Regions from separate parts of the Mus musculus genome. Here region 2 is linked to region 1. Evidence: chromatin contacts called from public HiChIP or PLAC-seq data. All regions are on one chromosome and are shown on one strand. The core of a region is the stretch at or near the end of the contact, and the rest is flanking DNA. Distances in the headings are between cores, read along the strand shown. Region 1 has its middle 21 kb from the start of Mir7094-2. Region 2 has its middle 74 kb from the start of Mir7094-2.

Region 1 (4,271 bases), core at 1,564-4,063:
GCACTAACACATCCCTGTTACTTCAGTGTTCACAGATCTCAGCTTAAAGTATAAATGGATCTAGTTCATGTAGGGAAAAATACTTATACACTAGAGATTTTATGTTGTGTCAATATTACTATATATCTCTATCAAAGTCAGGTTCCTCATTGATGACAGTTTTATCCAAATCTAGCAGTTTCCACTTCTAAGAAGGTAATGACAGGAGACAGCAAGCACTTTCCTGTTTTCATCAGATTACACCTGATGCAGAGCACATGTGTGCAGGGCCACAAGGAGTCATGGGCTCATATGCACCCACACATGTGTCCATGAATGAATTCCTGGGACATGCATATATACTTGTCAACAGAAAAAAAAAGAAAAAAAACAGACTCTTATAGGCTTCTTGTTTTTTGTTTTAGTCTTTTCAGTCCGTATGACTTTATGTTAGTTGATATTGTGTGTTTTCTTGTGGTATCCTTGGCTTATTGACTCCAGCAATGTTTCCTTCCAGTATTTTATACCCACTGATTTTTGTTGAATTATTTTATTCCTTGCCAATCATGTATGCTTCTATCATAGTTCTGTGATCTTTCCATCTTCTGCCTCCAGGCCTCCTATGCCGTGTCAGAGGTGGAGTCCCTTCCATGACATGGGTCTCCGTTTAGACCATTCATTTATTGGGGACTCTCATGATTTTCCCTCCATCTTTACCACAGGACTTTTGCAAGCAGGACAAATTGTATGTTGATGGGTGTGTAAATGAGTTGGTGTCCTCATCTGTCCATTGCAAGTCTTGTCTGGTTACAGAAGATGGCCAGTTCAAACTCATATCCCATTTACTAGGGGTCTTAGCTAGGGTCACATTTTTAGGAATTTCATTTGCCTTAAGTTTGCCCCCAGAAATTCTCCTCAATTCAAGTTTTCTAATTCAGTAATTTCTATCTCCATTCTCCAAAATGACTGGTTCTCCTATTTACCATCTCCAATGGCAATATTGGCTCTATTTCCCCTTCCTATGTCAATAATGTGTTACCCCTTGGACCCTTCTTGTTTTTATGCTCTCTGTGTCCAGTTTGAGAATAGCAAAACTATCTCTTACTTTACAGCTAGTATACACATACCAGTGAGTACATACCATGTTGGTTTTTCTGGTTCTGATTTTCCCCAGTTTGATTTTTTAATAGTTCCATCCATTTGAAAATTTGTTCTTTTTATTAGTTTTACAGATGAGTAATTTTAGGTTGTATAAATATATACATTTTTTCTTTATACATTCATTGGTTTGAGGACATCTAAGCTGTTTTCTGTTTATTGCTATTAATAATAAAGCAACTAGTAGGATGAATTTTCCTTTGCCTCTGTTCTAAGAAATGATATGGCTGGATCTTGAGGTATATATATATATATATATATATATATTTCCTATTTTCTGAGAAACTGCAGAATTTATTATAAAGTGGCTAAAAAGTTTGCTATCCATAGTTTCCAGCTATGGATAAGTGCTCTCCTTATTTCACATCCTTACCGTAAGCTATCACGTGTGGTTTTGAAGTTTGTCATTCTGACAGATAATAGAGGGAACCTCAGTGTCACTTGAATTTGCATTTCCCTATTGGATAAGGATGAAGAACATTTCTTTAAATGCTCCTCTGACATTTGAGATTCCTCTGTTCAGAATTCTGTTTATATCTATACCCCATTTTTAAATTGTATTATTTGGTTTGTTAATGCCTAGTTTCAAGAGTTCTTTATATATTTTGGATATCATACCTCTGTCAGCTGTGGAGTTGTTAAAGATCTTTTCTCATTCTTTAAACTGACATTTAGTCTTATTCATGGTGTCATTTGCCATAGTATTCTTAGTTTCATGAGGTGCAATTTATTGATTATTGTTCTTAGCACCTGTGCTATTGAGGTTCTGTTTGATAATTTGTCTGCTATGCCAAGGATTTCTCAGCTATTCTCTACTCTCTCTTCTATTAGTCTCAAGATAAATGGCTTAAATTTAAGGTCTTTGATCAACAATATCTTAAGATTTGTACAGCTAATAGATATGGATATATTTGCACTCTTCTGCAGGATGACATCCAGTTATAACAACATTATTTTTAGACATTTTCTTTCTTTCATTGTATATTTCTGGCTTCTTCATCAATAAACAGGTGTATATATGTGTGTAGATTTATGAGTGGGTCTTTTATTCTATTCCATTGATCAACTTGTCTGTTTTTATGCCAATACTATGCAGTTTTTCTTACTATAACAATGCAGACAGGTTGAAATCATGGAACATACTGCATCTGCATATTCTTTCATTGAACAGGATTGTTTTATCTTTACTAGTTTGGTGGGCTTTTGCATTGTTCTGTTTTATTTTTCTACATGAAGTTGAGTGTTGTCATTTCAAGAACTATAGCGAATTGTATTGAAATTTTGATGGGGATTGCATTGAATCTGTAGATGTCTTTGGGTAGGATGACAATTTTTACTATCTTAACCCAACCAATGGGAGATTTTTCCTTTTTCTAATATCTTCAATTTCTTTCTTCAAAGATTTTAAGGTTTTCTTATGCTGATCTTTCACTTGCTGAATTAGAGTTACCCAGGTTTTAATATTCCAATTGAGGAACTCATACTACTGTGAGATAAACTAGTGTCATGGTAACTGAGAGTTCCTCAAAATTGAGTCATTTTTGTTTCTGTAGCATTCCCTGGAGAGTAATATAGATTTCATGAACTAACCACAATGATTTGTGTCCGATCCTGTGTACTTCAACAAGAGGATTAACTGACATAGGAGATAGTCTCCTGGGTTTTTTATGTGGTTAGCTGAGAAGATTAAAAACTTGGCATAATCAGGAAACACCCATCTCTGCAGCTGCTTCTCGGGCTCTACATGACTAGTTCATTGAGATGTTTTCCTTTCACTGTCTCATGGCAACAGATATTGAGAAATATTACTGTTGATGCTAACACAGGAATTAGAGAGAGGGAGTTTGGGCCTGGTTCTCACAGAAAAGCACTAAAAGAAATAATCACACAGTGACATTGTCTTGATGGAGGAGAAACAATTAAATAGCAGCACTCCATACAGAAGGCTGAGAGTGGAGGTGGTTAGCAACCTGGTGACCCATTTCAAATACGTATGGGCAGACTGCACCCTAGTTCCCTCATTAGATTATTATATTTCCTTAGTGGAGGTGTCCCATGTACTTTATGGGCTGCTGACTGCTATGCGGTTGGTCAAAGGCCGCATTAGATTGTAGACCTTTTTAGCAACAAATTTCACAGTAAAGGTCAAAAAAACCTTGTAAAAACTCCTTTCACATAGTCACACCTTATGTTTCATTTTGCAAGTGGAATTGGAATGGATATGGAAGTTATTGTTGCTTGCAGACCATTTTCTGTATTCTATTCTGTTTAAATATATCTACAATAAACTGCCTCTACACAGACACTGAGAAATCTGACCCAGGCTGACAAAGATAATCTACAGCAGGTTCTCATTCTCATTTCTTCACAAGTTTAGTTCCAAGGATGACACTTGTAGTGACCACCCCTCAAGGAATTAAAGTTTTCCTATTAGTAATGATGCTATATACATAGAAGTTAATAACAGAAAATTAATTCCTGAAAATACAAACACCACACACATACACAGTTAACATAAATTCACTAAAAATTTTATTTCTCCAAATGTTTTCTAAAGATGGTAGTCATTGCTAGCAATCTACAATTTTAAGTTCTTTACTAGATTAGTGGTCATTGAATCATTGATCTGCTCCAGCAGCAATGTATGAAATTGAACAAGAACTATTATTTTAAGTGCCAGTGATATGTCCCAGCAAGAGTGTGCATGCCCTCTTAGAATTTCTGTAAAATTCTTAGATCAGGAAGGCTGTGAAGGTTGTGAGTACAACAGGCAGAAGAATGTGCCATAACAACATGAAGTCTGAAGGAAACATAGACCTCTGGTCTCTGCCTCTCTGAGGCACACACACCCTGGTTGCACAAACAGGTGGCCCACATTCCATGAGTTCTAAAGCCACTTGGTTTACTCTCACATGATGAACTTGACATTAGTTTGTATAATTTTTACTTATGTGAGAAGAGCATGCTATATATTGATGATGTGGGTAGTAAGATATTCATTACTTGTACAAAATAGAACAGCTAGCAAAACCACCTTTAGATTACGTATAAAATCTGCTGCAAGAGGTGATACAGGATGAGTTGTAAATGTTATCCAAACAGTAACAGCTGAGTCTGGATAGAAAAAAGTAAGT
Region 2 (3,829 bases), core at 219-2,718, 94 kb after region 1:
GCAGTGGGTGGGTAGGGGATTGGGGGGGGTGGGTATGGGGGACCTTTGGGATAGCATTGAAAATGTAAACGAGGAAAATACCTAATTAAAAAAAAAACAAAAAACAAAAATTACAATTTTATTTTTATAATAATATGTCAAAAAATAATGAACAGTCCTCAGATGCCTAGTATACAGCTGGGAATGTTTTTGTCTAGGGAGTATTTTATGTTCAGGTTATAATCTGGATTAATGGGCCTGCATATATATATATATATCAAAAATAATAAATTTAAAGAAAGCATAGGAAAAATTTGTGATATTTAAATAAGACTCGTAATTTAGTTTTAGTATTATCTCATTGATCTAGATTTTTTCATGTTGAAGTTTATCTGAGACATATGATTGTGGAAAACTGAGTAGAGAGCACATATAAAAGCTTTTTGTTTTACTTTATCTGGCAAGTGACTTGCACAAGTAAACATTGCATCCCCTAGAATTTATGAGTTATTAACTGTACATATCAGTGCCATGCACAGGAAAATTTTGTACAGGTTAATGGTCAGAGAGGTCCTACACTTATCCAAGCCAGTATGAGGCAGTTGCACTGTTGTTATTCCCCACATAACTACATGGTCAGGACTCATTTCTTTAAAAGATATTATTTTTTAAATTTAATTTTATTTGTACTTCATTTTTTACATTCTATATTCCATTCTGTGCCCCTCCCCATCCACCCTCTGACTTCTCTATATCCCACTCTGGTTCATTTTTGTAGGGTTCCCCCAACCTCCTATTTCCTGAGATTGCCTGTTTACATTCTTTCTGCAGGTCCTCAGGGCTTCAGTCCTTTTCCCTCACCCAATACCAAATCAGGTTTCCCTTACCCCTTAATGTTCCCCCACTCAGTTCATATTCCTTCACAAGTTCCTCCCTCACTCCCCACTTGTGATTGCTCTCTTCTCTCTCCCAAGTGGAACTGAAGTGGGAATGAGGTGTCCTCAACTTGTTAAGCCTTTTGAATTATGTGGACTATATCTTTTGCATTCCATATGTGTTTTGTTTCGTTTGGTTAATATCCACTTATTAGTGAGTACATGCCATGAATGTCCTTTGGGGTCTGAGTTACCTCACTCAGGATGATATTTTCTAGTTCTAATCAGGATGACCTCTTAATAGCTGAATAGTATTGCATTGTGTAAATGAACCACATTTTCTGTATCCATTCTTCTGTAGTGGGACATCTTGGTTGTTTCCAGCTTCTGTCCATACCACCCTGAACTTTCCCGATCTCATCTTTTAAAGACTTTAAAATTTAGCTGATTATAAGAGCCAGAATGTGTAGGAAACAGTATCTTCTAGTCAAAATGGACTGATGCAAATATAAACTCACAGGGAATAAGCGTGCATCTGTGAAGTGTTTCACAAAGAATCTGTATGATGTTTGATCATGGAGACATCACATGTCAATCACAGCAGGGGCAGATCAGTTATTACACTTAAAAAAGAAAACCACAGAGGAAACAGTTCCCTCCACAGCCACCTTATCTCTCTATGAGGATTGTTGGTCTCATTGTGCCCCCTGCTGGTCATGAGCTCCCATGTGGGTAGTTTTTTTCAGGGTTTACAACTGAAGTTGCAGGTGGGGTGGGTGTGGAGCACCTTCATAGAGGCAAAACGGAGGGTTGACAGGGCAGATATGGGATGGAGGGGTTGTGGAGGGGTAACCAGGAAGTGGGATATCATTTGAGGTATATACAAATGGAATGATTAATGAAAAGTAATAATAAAGTTTCAATTTGGGATATATATATATATCCCAAATATATATATATATATATATATATATATATATATATATATATATATATATATATATGTATGTATGTCCCTGTAATTTCAATGTTCACAGAGCTCAGCTAAAGGGAGAAATGGCTCTTGTTTACCTGGGGATAATGCATCAGAAATTGATTTTAAGTTTTGCAAATATTACTATAATATCCTTCTCAAAGCCAGGTTCCTCCTTGTGGCAATTGGATCCTGCTCTAACAGTTCCCATCCAATAAAAGGTAATGATAGGAGATAACAGGCTCTTTCCTATCTTTATCAGGCTACACCTGGGGAAGAGTCCCTGTGTTCAGAAGGACCATAATAAGTCAAGTTCAGATGAAGGCACCCATGTATTCATGAATTAGTTCCTGGGACACTTGGATATAGGAGTCAATGTGAAAGCTTGTTTCTAATTCCCTTTCCAGTGATTGTCATTATGTTTACCTGTCTTTTAATGAGGGAAAAGGTGAGTTCTTGCTCTTTCAACAACTATGAGCTAGGACATTCTCACCTGAGAAAGTTTAGCTAATTCACTTCTGCTCATGGTTAATTACTTACTGTAAATTGTTTAAATGCCACAGTAAATAGACTTACAGAACAATGGTACAGAGGAGTGAGACTCTTAATATCACAAACTAAAATGTTGCTTCAGCTCAGGACCTGGCTGACATTGAGAATCTCAAACAATTTGAACTTAGTGCTGAAGTAGGCTTGTGTTAACAAGAATTGATAATTAGTGAAAACCCTGCTCAGAGAAAATGAAAAGGTCCAGCCAGATGAAAGGCCTGAATTTTAGAGATCTTCAATGAGAACCACAGCAGAATTGCAGGGAGTGAGAATGAGTCACCAACCAAATAACATACATCAGCTGGAAAAGTGGCCCCAGCACATAGAGTGCAGATGTACAGTTCATTCTTCACGTGGGTACTGCAGCCACTGGAACAGGAGTGGTTCCTAAAGCTCATACCTGTTCTGGAATCTGTTCCTCTAACTTGGTTGCTTTGTGTGGCCTCAGTGTGATAGGATGCCCCTAGCTCTCCAGGGACATGTTATGGCAAGGTTGGGGAGTACCCACTAGGACCCCACCCTCTTAGAGTAGTAGGAATTGACCATTAAAGTCACCCAAAGAGTTTAATCTAACCAAACAAAAACATCTCTTACAAAGTTAAGTTGTAAGTTACTGAATGTGAACATTACAATGGTTTGAAATGGCTGCTGTAAGGATTTGAGGACTTAAGACAAAGTAGAATGAGATCCCTGAACGACGTGGTTTAGGCACCAAACATCCTTTAAAAAGATATAACCAAGCACTAGGCATATTTTATAAACATATGACTAAACACAGAAAGAGCCACAGTTCTGAATAACTTAAAAGGAACCTTGAATATATTAGAGGTAGCAAGGGCTACTAAGCTCAAATAAAGAGGAAACCCTAGAGGCTAGCAGAAAATTTGTGCCCCTACTGTTCTGTCATATAGAAGGACAAACAGAAGTAAGTACCAGCCTGAATAGTATACAGCTATCAACTGAAGCTGTGTCAGTGTGTTCTGAGCACAGCAGTATGTGGCAGTATCTGCAGTGACCATGCTGGAGATTTGAGGACTAATTAGTTGTTGCAGGTGTCCTTGGATACTGTGAGCCAGCTCTTCAGAGATGGGCTGTAGTTCTTTTTTACTCATATTTAAAATATTTCATTTTATTTTATGATATAATGTACTGCCTTTTCAAAGCTTACTCTGTGTCTCAGATGAATTCAACTGTAGATGTATCTCCCTAGATAAAGCAATGGAAAAAAATATATATATATATATATATTTAATTTCAACAATTCAGTAAATAATTTTGTTATCACATAAAGCTGAGTTACACTAAGTCAAGCCACTAATTCAAAATGATGTAAAGTTAAGCTTAGTTTAGAGAGCTGTTTTGTCTTGATTTCTCACAGGCTGCAATAAATACAGTGACCATTAAGTAGTCACATTTCATACTAATAAAAGTGGGAAACTAAAACATCAAATGT

Evidence for each region. HiChIP or PLAC-seq counts read pairs in DNA pulled down with a chosen protein or histone mark.
Region 2: a RAD21 HiChIP or PLAC-seq map of pro-B cells shows a contact between it and region 1, with 4 times the contacts expected there. The contact joins two enhancer-like sites. A contact is called at or near these places in 2 of 15 datasets of contacts at CTCF or cohesin (large pre-B cells and pro-B cells).

The regions. Positions count from the first base shown.
Region 1 is chr12:114,491,013-114,495,283 of GRCm38.p6, forward strand. It overlaps Igh. Among named protein-coding and RNA genes, the nearest start is that of Mir7094-2, 21 kb to the right of the region's middle. Within about 2 kb of position 2,814, at least 12 of the 459 cell types and tissues checked have an H3K27ac peak or open chromatin away from gene starts, as enhancers often do. A contact at or near this core is called in pro-B cells, where this site is marked.
Region 2 is chr12:114,585,878-114,589,706 of GRCm38.p6, forward strand. It overlaps Igh. Among named protein-coding and RNA genes, the nearest start is that of Mir7094-2, 74 kb to the left of the region's middle. Within about 2 kb of position 1,469, at least 10 of the 459 cell types and tissues checked have an H3K27ac peak or open chromatin away from gene starts, as enhancers often do. A contact at or near this core is called in pro-B cells, where this site is marked.